2 separate regions of the Hordeum vulgare genome follow, and region 2 is linked to region 1. The links are chromatin contacts, called in public Hi-C maps. All regions are on one chromosome and are shown on one strand. Each heading gives the region's core, a stretch centred on a gene start, on an enhancer-like site or on the middle of the called end of the contact. The rest is flanking DNA. Distances are from core to core; before and after follow the strand shown. Region 1 holds the start of LOC123426733 (probable receptor-like protein kinase At1g49730). Region 2 holds the start of LOC123426736 (thioredoxin M3, chloroplastic-like).

What was found. A called contact is a pair of places that touch in the nucleus more often than the background predicts.
Region 2: a contact with region 1 is called in a Hi-C map of seedling, with 3 times the contacts expected there. The contact joins the promoter of LOC123426736 here to the promoter of LOC123426733 in region 1. A contact is called at or near these places in 1 of 6 Hi-C or Micro-C datasets (seedling) and 1 of 1 datasets of contacts at active chromatin or transcription factors (embryo).

The regions. Positions count from the first base shown.
Region 1 is chr2H:476,881,584-476,885,732 of MorexV3_pseudomolecules_assembly, forward strand. LOC123426733 (probable receptor-like protein kinase At1g49730) reads left to right here and starts at 2,553. Exons shown (of 9, transcript XM_045110609.1): 1 at 2,553-2,953; 2 at 4,076-4,149. The coding sequence starts at 2,866.
Region 2 is chr2H:477,300,719-477,304,450 of MorexV3_pseudomolecules_assembly, forward strand. LOC123426736 (thioredoxin M3, chloroplastic-like) reads right to left here and starts at 2,166. Exons shown (of 4, transcript XR_006622313.1): 1 at 1,810-2,166; 2 at 1-1,032. It overlaps LOC123426735, which reads left to right and starts at 2,478. Exons shown (of 4, transcript XM_045110611.1): 1 at 2,478-3,732. The coding sequence starts at 2,752.

The DNA.
Region 1 (4,149 bases), core at 1,303-3,802:
GTGTCCCACGAGCCGTTAGCTGATGTGCCAAGTCATACCTCCTGGCCGGGTCAAACCGTGGAGTATATCCTTGACAGCCGGGTGATGACTTTTTAAAATATAAGGCTATCTGTTCTTTTTTATGAAGGGATATGGGCTAATCTCTGGCGTCCTTGTAATTATGGGTTGTATCGAAGCAAAAGTGCTAAAAAGGATGTCGATATGTTCCATTTGTGTGGCATGAGGACCCCCGAACTGAACACCCCCATCACCACATATCGCGCCACATCACGGCATGCATGCGCAAATGACGAACTGATTTTGTTAGCGGAAATATTTTAGGCTTTTAGTTATAAAATGTTTTATATCTTACACAAAAAATCCGATTGAAAAAGTTTTCACAACAAATCCGTCATAACGGGATATTCAAAACTAAATCTCATATCGATATGTTTCAGCTATTTTTTTGCTTGTTCAAAGTTGTCATGACTATTGCACATAATTTTTATTTTGTTTATACTGAAGTTGTCATGATATGTTTCAACTACCTTTACTTCTATGTTTAAAATAAATTTTGACTTATTAAAAAAGATAGAATTAAGAAATTAGAACTTGCCATGGTGAATTACTAAAACCTGCCAAGGATATAATTTTGTAGATGGTCCATAATTAAAAATAAACCCATCATTAACTACATATTTAAAATGCATGATCAATGACTCAAAATTTACATGAACCATAAACTATCATGGTCAATTAATATAATTTTCCATGGTGAATTGGTAAAGAATTTCCATGATCCATGAAGTAAATTTGCAATGGTTCACAAATAAAATTCCAAAACTTGGCCTGGCAACACATGTTTATTCGACATGGCTAAAAAAGAAGAGATTTTCATGGGTAGCTTTAAATATTGAAAACATATCATGGGAACTTTAGTGTAAACACTATGACAACTTTAGTGTATGCATGCATGCGATAATGTGGTAAGGGTATCTCCAAAGGCGACTCACAAACCGCCTGCATACAGCCGAACCATGGAAGCCATCTAACGCGACCCTGTATAGGTGTGCACGACGATTCAGACGTACTTCTTCCCGCAAATTGAAGGCAACGAGTGAGGCTTTATGGGAGTCTGGACATGCGATAGTGGATTTCGACACCCCCGATCCACCCAATCACCCCTCCCCGTCCCATTTTCCTTCAACTCCGTCGCTTCTCCTCCTTGCTTTGCATCCGCAGCCTTCACCTCCGATGCCGCTGTTGTACGTCTCCAGCTGCCACAGAGGCATTGCCGGACGTCCGCAATTGCACCAGCACAGAGGCGCCTCCTCGCCTCTGTGACCGCTGCCCATCCTGGAGTCGTTTGTACCTAGGTATACTCTGCCGCCCTCTATTGCGGATACCACGCCCCACACGTGTTTGATGAAATGCCATTGAGCTTATTTTCGAACACCATGTTGTTTTTAGAGTGCGAAGGATGGTGAGCTACTCGAGCTTGAAGGATGAGTTGTTGTGTGATGTGTGGTTGGACGTATCCATGGAATTCAAAGGCACGAGCACAAGGGAGACCTTATAACAGCAGGTGCATGAATTGTTTCACTTCTGAAAAGCACATTACGCCCTACGATATGTACATATTTCAAGCACGCAGTGTGAGGTCATGTCGCATCGCTGGTACGCTGTCCACAACAGCGTTGCAAGTCTTTTAACGTGATTCATGAGTTGGAGGCAAATTGGCCGTTGCATGCGGCACAGGATGAGCTCGCGAGTTTTGCTTCCTCTTGCTTAACTTGTTAACTTGTTAAACGATTCATTCATTCAATGTTGGTTCATACATTATGTAGCATGCACATGCTGCTGTGGTGTATCACAGGACAGAGGGACGGATATTTACATATTTGCTGAGGTGGGGGGGGGGTGTTATGTGTGGGAGGGGATGATCGGTTGATGAAAAACGTATTGAACGCCCGATTAATCTAGTCGAATCTGTGACATTGATGTACTAAACTGATTTTGCATTCTATGTAGAATAGTTTGTGCTATTTTCTATCTAAACTTTGATAATCGACCTATTTGCACGAATTCGACTGGTTAGTTTGAATGATGTTAGAAATTTATGTGACTACGGTTGTTTGGTGGACTTTTACATCCATGTTTGTGAACGGATACGAAAACAAATTTACAAGTTACGATTGAAGATGCCCTAAGATGCGTGATGATGGGGTGTCTCGATCAACTTGCTTTGTGTGAGTCGTGTAACACTTATCATTCTGAGATTTTTTGGTTCACGCCATCGATTTGTGCATGGATGGTTTCAATGGCCACCGTCGAGGGCCCTCACCTCACCTCAAGTTGGAGGGTGATCGACCGCAAGCATCTGGGGCTCACCAGGTCATCGGCCACAAAAGGACACGAACGATGCACACCCGCACAGTACAGGTCCTTGGATACGGCGTCGGGGTTTGCTTGGTCGCCTGGGCCGGTGAGGGTCAGAGTACCGCGCCATGTGCACCCCACCCGTGGTCCGCGGAGGCGCAGCGGACTCCCCAAATCCTCCGCGTCGCTCGCATTCGCAGTTGCCCGTGACCGGGAGGGAGCCCATCCCGAAGCCCCCCGCCCACTCTCCCAGGCGCGGGTAGTAGAAAAAAGGCGCCGCGCTGCGACCCGCAAAGCAAAGAAGAAAAGCGGCGGCCGCAGTCGCAGGCTCGCAGCAACACAAGCTCAGAGCATATTGGGTTGGCGTCGGGGCAGCGTCAGCCTGGCATCCCATTCCTTCCTTCCTCGCCCTCCCCTCCCCTCCCCGGACAAACCCCACACCTTTCCGCTCCTGTTCATCCCTCGCCGCGGCCGATACGAGGCCTGTGCCGCGCCGCCGGCCCCCGGATGCGGCGTCCAGGGCCGCTCCTCTGCGCGGCGCTGGCCGCCGCCGTCGCGCTCCTGGCCCCGCTTCCGCCCGCGGCGATCGCGGCAGGTAAACCCTTCTCGCCGCCCCATGTAATATCTTCACCTGTTCCCGTCTCTAGCAACTGGTCGAAGCCCACTCCGCTCCAGTGGCGGAGCAGCATTAGCTGCATTTGGTATCTGGGGCGGGTTCGAGGGGATCGGTCGGCGATGGTGACGGCGACGGCGACGGCTGCGGGCACGCTTCGCTCAATCATTGTTTTCGATTTCTCCCCTTCCGACGCCCATCCGATGAGTAGTCCCTAACGCCTTTCAGTTTTCTCTAATGATTCAGCCCAGAATATCATTAGTACAGTACCTGCAGGAGTAGGGCATTTTTAGGAGAGGCGAACGCGAACAGAAGGCATTTTTAGGTGCGAGATGGAGTCACTTAGCCCGGGAACAATCCCTAAGCACGACTGGTACGGGGCGCATTTTTCGCCTGCCTTCTTCAGTTCTTCTGTAGACGCAGTGTAGTTGGCAAGGGGAGCAGGGAGGGACCGCCTCTGCTCACTCCCCATCGCGTTGGAGTCCTTCCTCAGGCCATTCAATTCGCTTACCTAATGGGATCGCTGTACACGTACGACTGGGCCGATGGACTTTCATGGCTCTTGGATTTCAATAGCCGTTGGACTTGGCTGTCCGTGAGGATTTCCGTCCTGCCATTTGGCGTTACTGAACCGCTGATAATGTCACGAGATATTTTTGATTTGCCTGATGTTCCTCACGTGCACATGGGTTGTTTTTTCGCTTATATGTGCTAGCCTAGACCCTAGAGTGTACCATCAAATACTCTATATTCGTTTTCGTAGCGGTTCTGATCTAATGAGAGAAATATGGATATGAAATTTATGACAGGCAATCCATTAGGCACGTACCCAGCTAGTGCTGGACTGCTGGTCATGTGGCCTGTTCCCAATGGTGTTAACTTCACTTCTGCTAGATACGAGCACAGTGAGCATAAGTGTTGGCTTGCTGTACTACATCAATTACACATTTTGCTCTTTCTGTGTGAGTGTGACATCTGTTTTGCGAAATTTAGCAAAGATACAGAATGACGAGTCTCCTCTTTCAAAAGTTTATGATTATAGGCCAGCCAATCATGTATCTACATATTTGCGTCGGTACTCATGTTTGTTGTTTGATCGTGCAGATTGTCCGTTGGATTTCAGTTGGCCGAACTTTGCGCTGATAGCTTCTGTATGCTCGGATCAGAATGGACACTCA
Region 2 (3,732 bases), core at 916-3,415, 420 kb after region 1:
GCTAAAAATTACATCCTAGGCAAGCTAAAGGGTAATAAAAAAGAAGTTCTTCATGATAACCAAAGTTAACCTGTTGAGACTAGATGATATTGCAGATTAGAGACAATAAATAATAGGAGCACAAGGTTTAATAAAATATGCCTTGAAGAGTTACCTGGGACAATTAGCTCAGTCTTAGCAGCCCCACAGAAACAACAATAATTGCACTAACATAACAGAACAAACCTTTTCAGAAGATAAACTTCAACAGGCTAGATCTTAGATGCTTCTGTATACAGTAATTAAATGATTAAGTATTTACTCTAGCTCTGAAAAATAGCACGAAAAATTTAATACACAAGGGGTGAAAAAGAAGAAGAAAAACAGATATAAATGTGAGGCACATAATGTAAAGTATAACAAAAAATCTTAATTTCACTTCATTTAGCAAGATATTTCTAAGGGCCTTAAATATTTGACCCTGTTTCACATCAATGATAAAAGTCATGATTCATTACAGCCCTCAAGGAAAAATAAAGAGGTCCAACAATCCTTTTTCAGCAGTACATCAATATTTACAGTAAGTTGTGTAGCTAAGGGATAACAAGAAGCTCAAGTTGTAAGCCCAACTTTACCTTCCCTACTCTTTCCACTAGCTGGCAGTGAAAAATCAAGTATATGGGAATATGAATCTGGACCAAGTAGCAATATAACATCGTAACCAAAATGGTCACTGTTCCAAGAAAGAATTCTCAATGGCCCTCACATAGACGGCTTTTGGCAGAGTTCCAGTAATACTATGTATTTTCTCTCCATCCTTGAACAGTAAAACGGTCGGAACCCTCTCGATATTGTAGGAAGTTGCAGTTTGTGGGTAATCATCAGTGTCAAGCTTATAGCATTTTATCCTTCCATCGTATTCGTTTGCAATCTCGTCGACAATTCGATGGACCATTTTACAAGGTCCACACCATGAGGCCCAAAACTCCACAAGCACAGGCACATCACTGCAGATAACATTTTGGTTCCAGGAACATGCAGTGATTGCTTCAGCTGTACAAATGGAAAGAACACTACTGTTACAACTTCTCTACGTATGCAGACTAAGTTCACAAAAAAAACTCAAAACAGATGAAGTTAATTACAACAGATTTCAGAAAACCGAACACGTGAAAGAAGTGTGTAGGTAGCTACTAGTATTCAGTGAGGTGAATCACAAAGATTAACTAAGCTAATTGGTTCTTCTTATATTCTGAAAGAGAAGGATTTACGCAACAGCGCAGCTTGTGCGAACTGACAGTCTGACAGTGCCATGATGGTGAGCGAGAGAGCCATGACATAGGACTAGATAAAATGCGTAGGTCAGCCAAATAACACAATAGGGCTAGGCGTACAAATTACAATGCCTACTGGTACTACTTCTCACTACGTTTATTAACGGAACAAGTAATCTAAGAAGTGAACATGGGGCTGCATTTTCCTGCATAGTACACATTAGACTAGTAAGTATTAGCATATAAATTCAATTTTACAGCGAGGAATTGGAATTGCCAGGCACACGGTTCAACTTCGCAACATATATAGTCTAGTGGCCTGAACTTAATCATATGATCCACCCTTCTACTCCGTATCTTGTAGCAGCAAACACAGTTCGTGGGCTCGTTAACCGCTTGTTCCATTTCCGTTTCACCAAGGACTAGCAATCAATCATATGACATATGAGGAACGAAGACATGGCTGACGTCCGAGTGAAACGGAAATGGAGCTAGCGGTTAACGAGCCCACTAACTGAAGCTTAAAACGGGGATCACTCAGCGAGGAAGCCCTTACCGCCAGTAGAGTAGGCACAGCTCACCCTGGCTGTGCTCGAGCCAGTCGTCGGGCGCCGGATCCGGGACGCGGCGTCCGGCCCGTGGGCCCACCGGCGGCACGGCCACCGGCGGGTGGAGGAGGAGCCGTAGCCGTAGCCGTAGCCAACCCTCCGGCGGATGGGCGCCGCGGCGGCGGAGGGAGACAGCAGCGCCGTGGCGCAGCAGAGGTGCCGTGAGGCCGCGGCGGCCATGATTTGGTTTGGGGAGTTTGAGAGCCGGGAGGAGTCGTGGCGGAGAACGTGGTGGGTGGAAACTTACGAGACGCACACGCAGCACGCGGTCCGTTGGAACTCATTTCCGGGAGCCTTCGCTTCGCGGGAATACCACCAGAAATACTACTACTACTCGAATGAATTCTCGCACGAGATATTCCATTCTTTCCCATCCCATGAATAATCAAAGGGATTAACAACATCTCTTTCTCTCGCCCACCCACCGTCACCGTCGGCCCCATGAGCGTGGCCAACCTAACCAAGAGCCGGGGCGCATGGCCCACGAAACGTCACCGGGACCCACGTGTCACCGTGTCAACAACTCGCCGATCCACGTGTGCACGCACCCCTCCAGAAACCAACCCCAACCCCAAGCCGAAACGACCGTCCAAACAGCAAAACGAATCAGAGCTTCTCGTTTGACTCGTAAATCATTTCCCCTCTCCACCTGCAGCTGCAAGCAAATTATCCTCGCACTATTTTTTTTCCCTCCTTTTCGTCGCGAAACGGAAAGCGCAGCTCCGGCCTCGGAGGCCCCAAATCTCGCCGGCTCCCGATCGATGGCCCGGCGCCCCGCCGCCGCCGTCGTCCGCCCGTGAGCCTCCGCCCTCCCTCCTCCGGTTCGCCCGCGCGCGCGATTTCTCGCATTTCTCTACGGTTGCGTGGTCTCTGTCGTGTTGCATCTGCGGATGGATCGGGGGCAGCAGCAGCAGCAGGGCGTCAGCCTGCAGCCGCACCGATTCGACCACCCCCGGATGAACTACCCGCAGCACGGCGGCGGCCGCAGCCGCGTGCCGCCCTTCGCGCGCGGCGGCCGCGGCCACAAGCACTTCTACCAGCCGCCGCCACCTCCGCCGCCGCCCTCCATTCAGGCGGTTGCGCCCGCGCGGCACAGGTACGAGGTGCTCATGGAGGCGGGACGCCTCGCCGCCGAGTACCTGGTGGCCAAAGGCGTGCTCCCGCCGGCATCGCTGCAGCGAGGCGGTGGCGCTGGTGTTGGATGGGGCCAGATGCCGCCCGCGCCTCCTTTGCCGCAGGCTCAGGAAGCCCCCGCGTTCTACGAGTCCCGCCGGAACGGCCGGCAGCGTCTTGACGACGAGTACGGTAATCCTAACCCCCGCTCGCGCCGGAACCATGGTGGTGATTACAATGGCGGTGACAATGGTAACTACAATGGGAGGGGGAAGAGGAAGTTTGGGGCTTACAACAGGAATTCAGAGTGGGGCCGGGACAGGGAGAGGAGTAGGGATTATCTGGATAGCCGGAATTATGGTGATGATGACGAGGAAGATAGGGCTCCTGTGTATAGGAGGGACCGGCGAGTGAGTGCTGGGATCGATGAGGTTGGGAGTAGCATCTCCGGCGTGGCCGGAGAGAGACAGACATCAAAGGTGGAGGCTGTGGGGGAGTCGGAGTTGGAGGATACTGGCTCAAAGGTGAGCTCTAACAGTAATGTCAGGAAGGATGCTGATGCCGTGCAAGGGATGCAGAATGAGAATGAGGCTAATAAAATGGAGGAGGATAGTAAGGTGTCTGATTCGGAGGTCGTTGAGAAAGGGATCAACAGTGAGAGTATTCATAATAATGCTTCTTCTGGTGTTGTTGAGGAGGGAGAGATAGATCATTCACCGTTGCCCTCAGATGACAAGCCTGATGATGGTAGTATTATG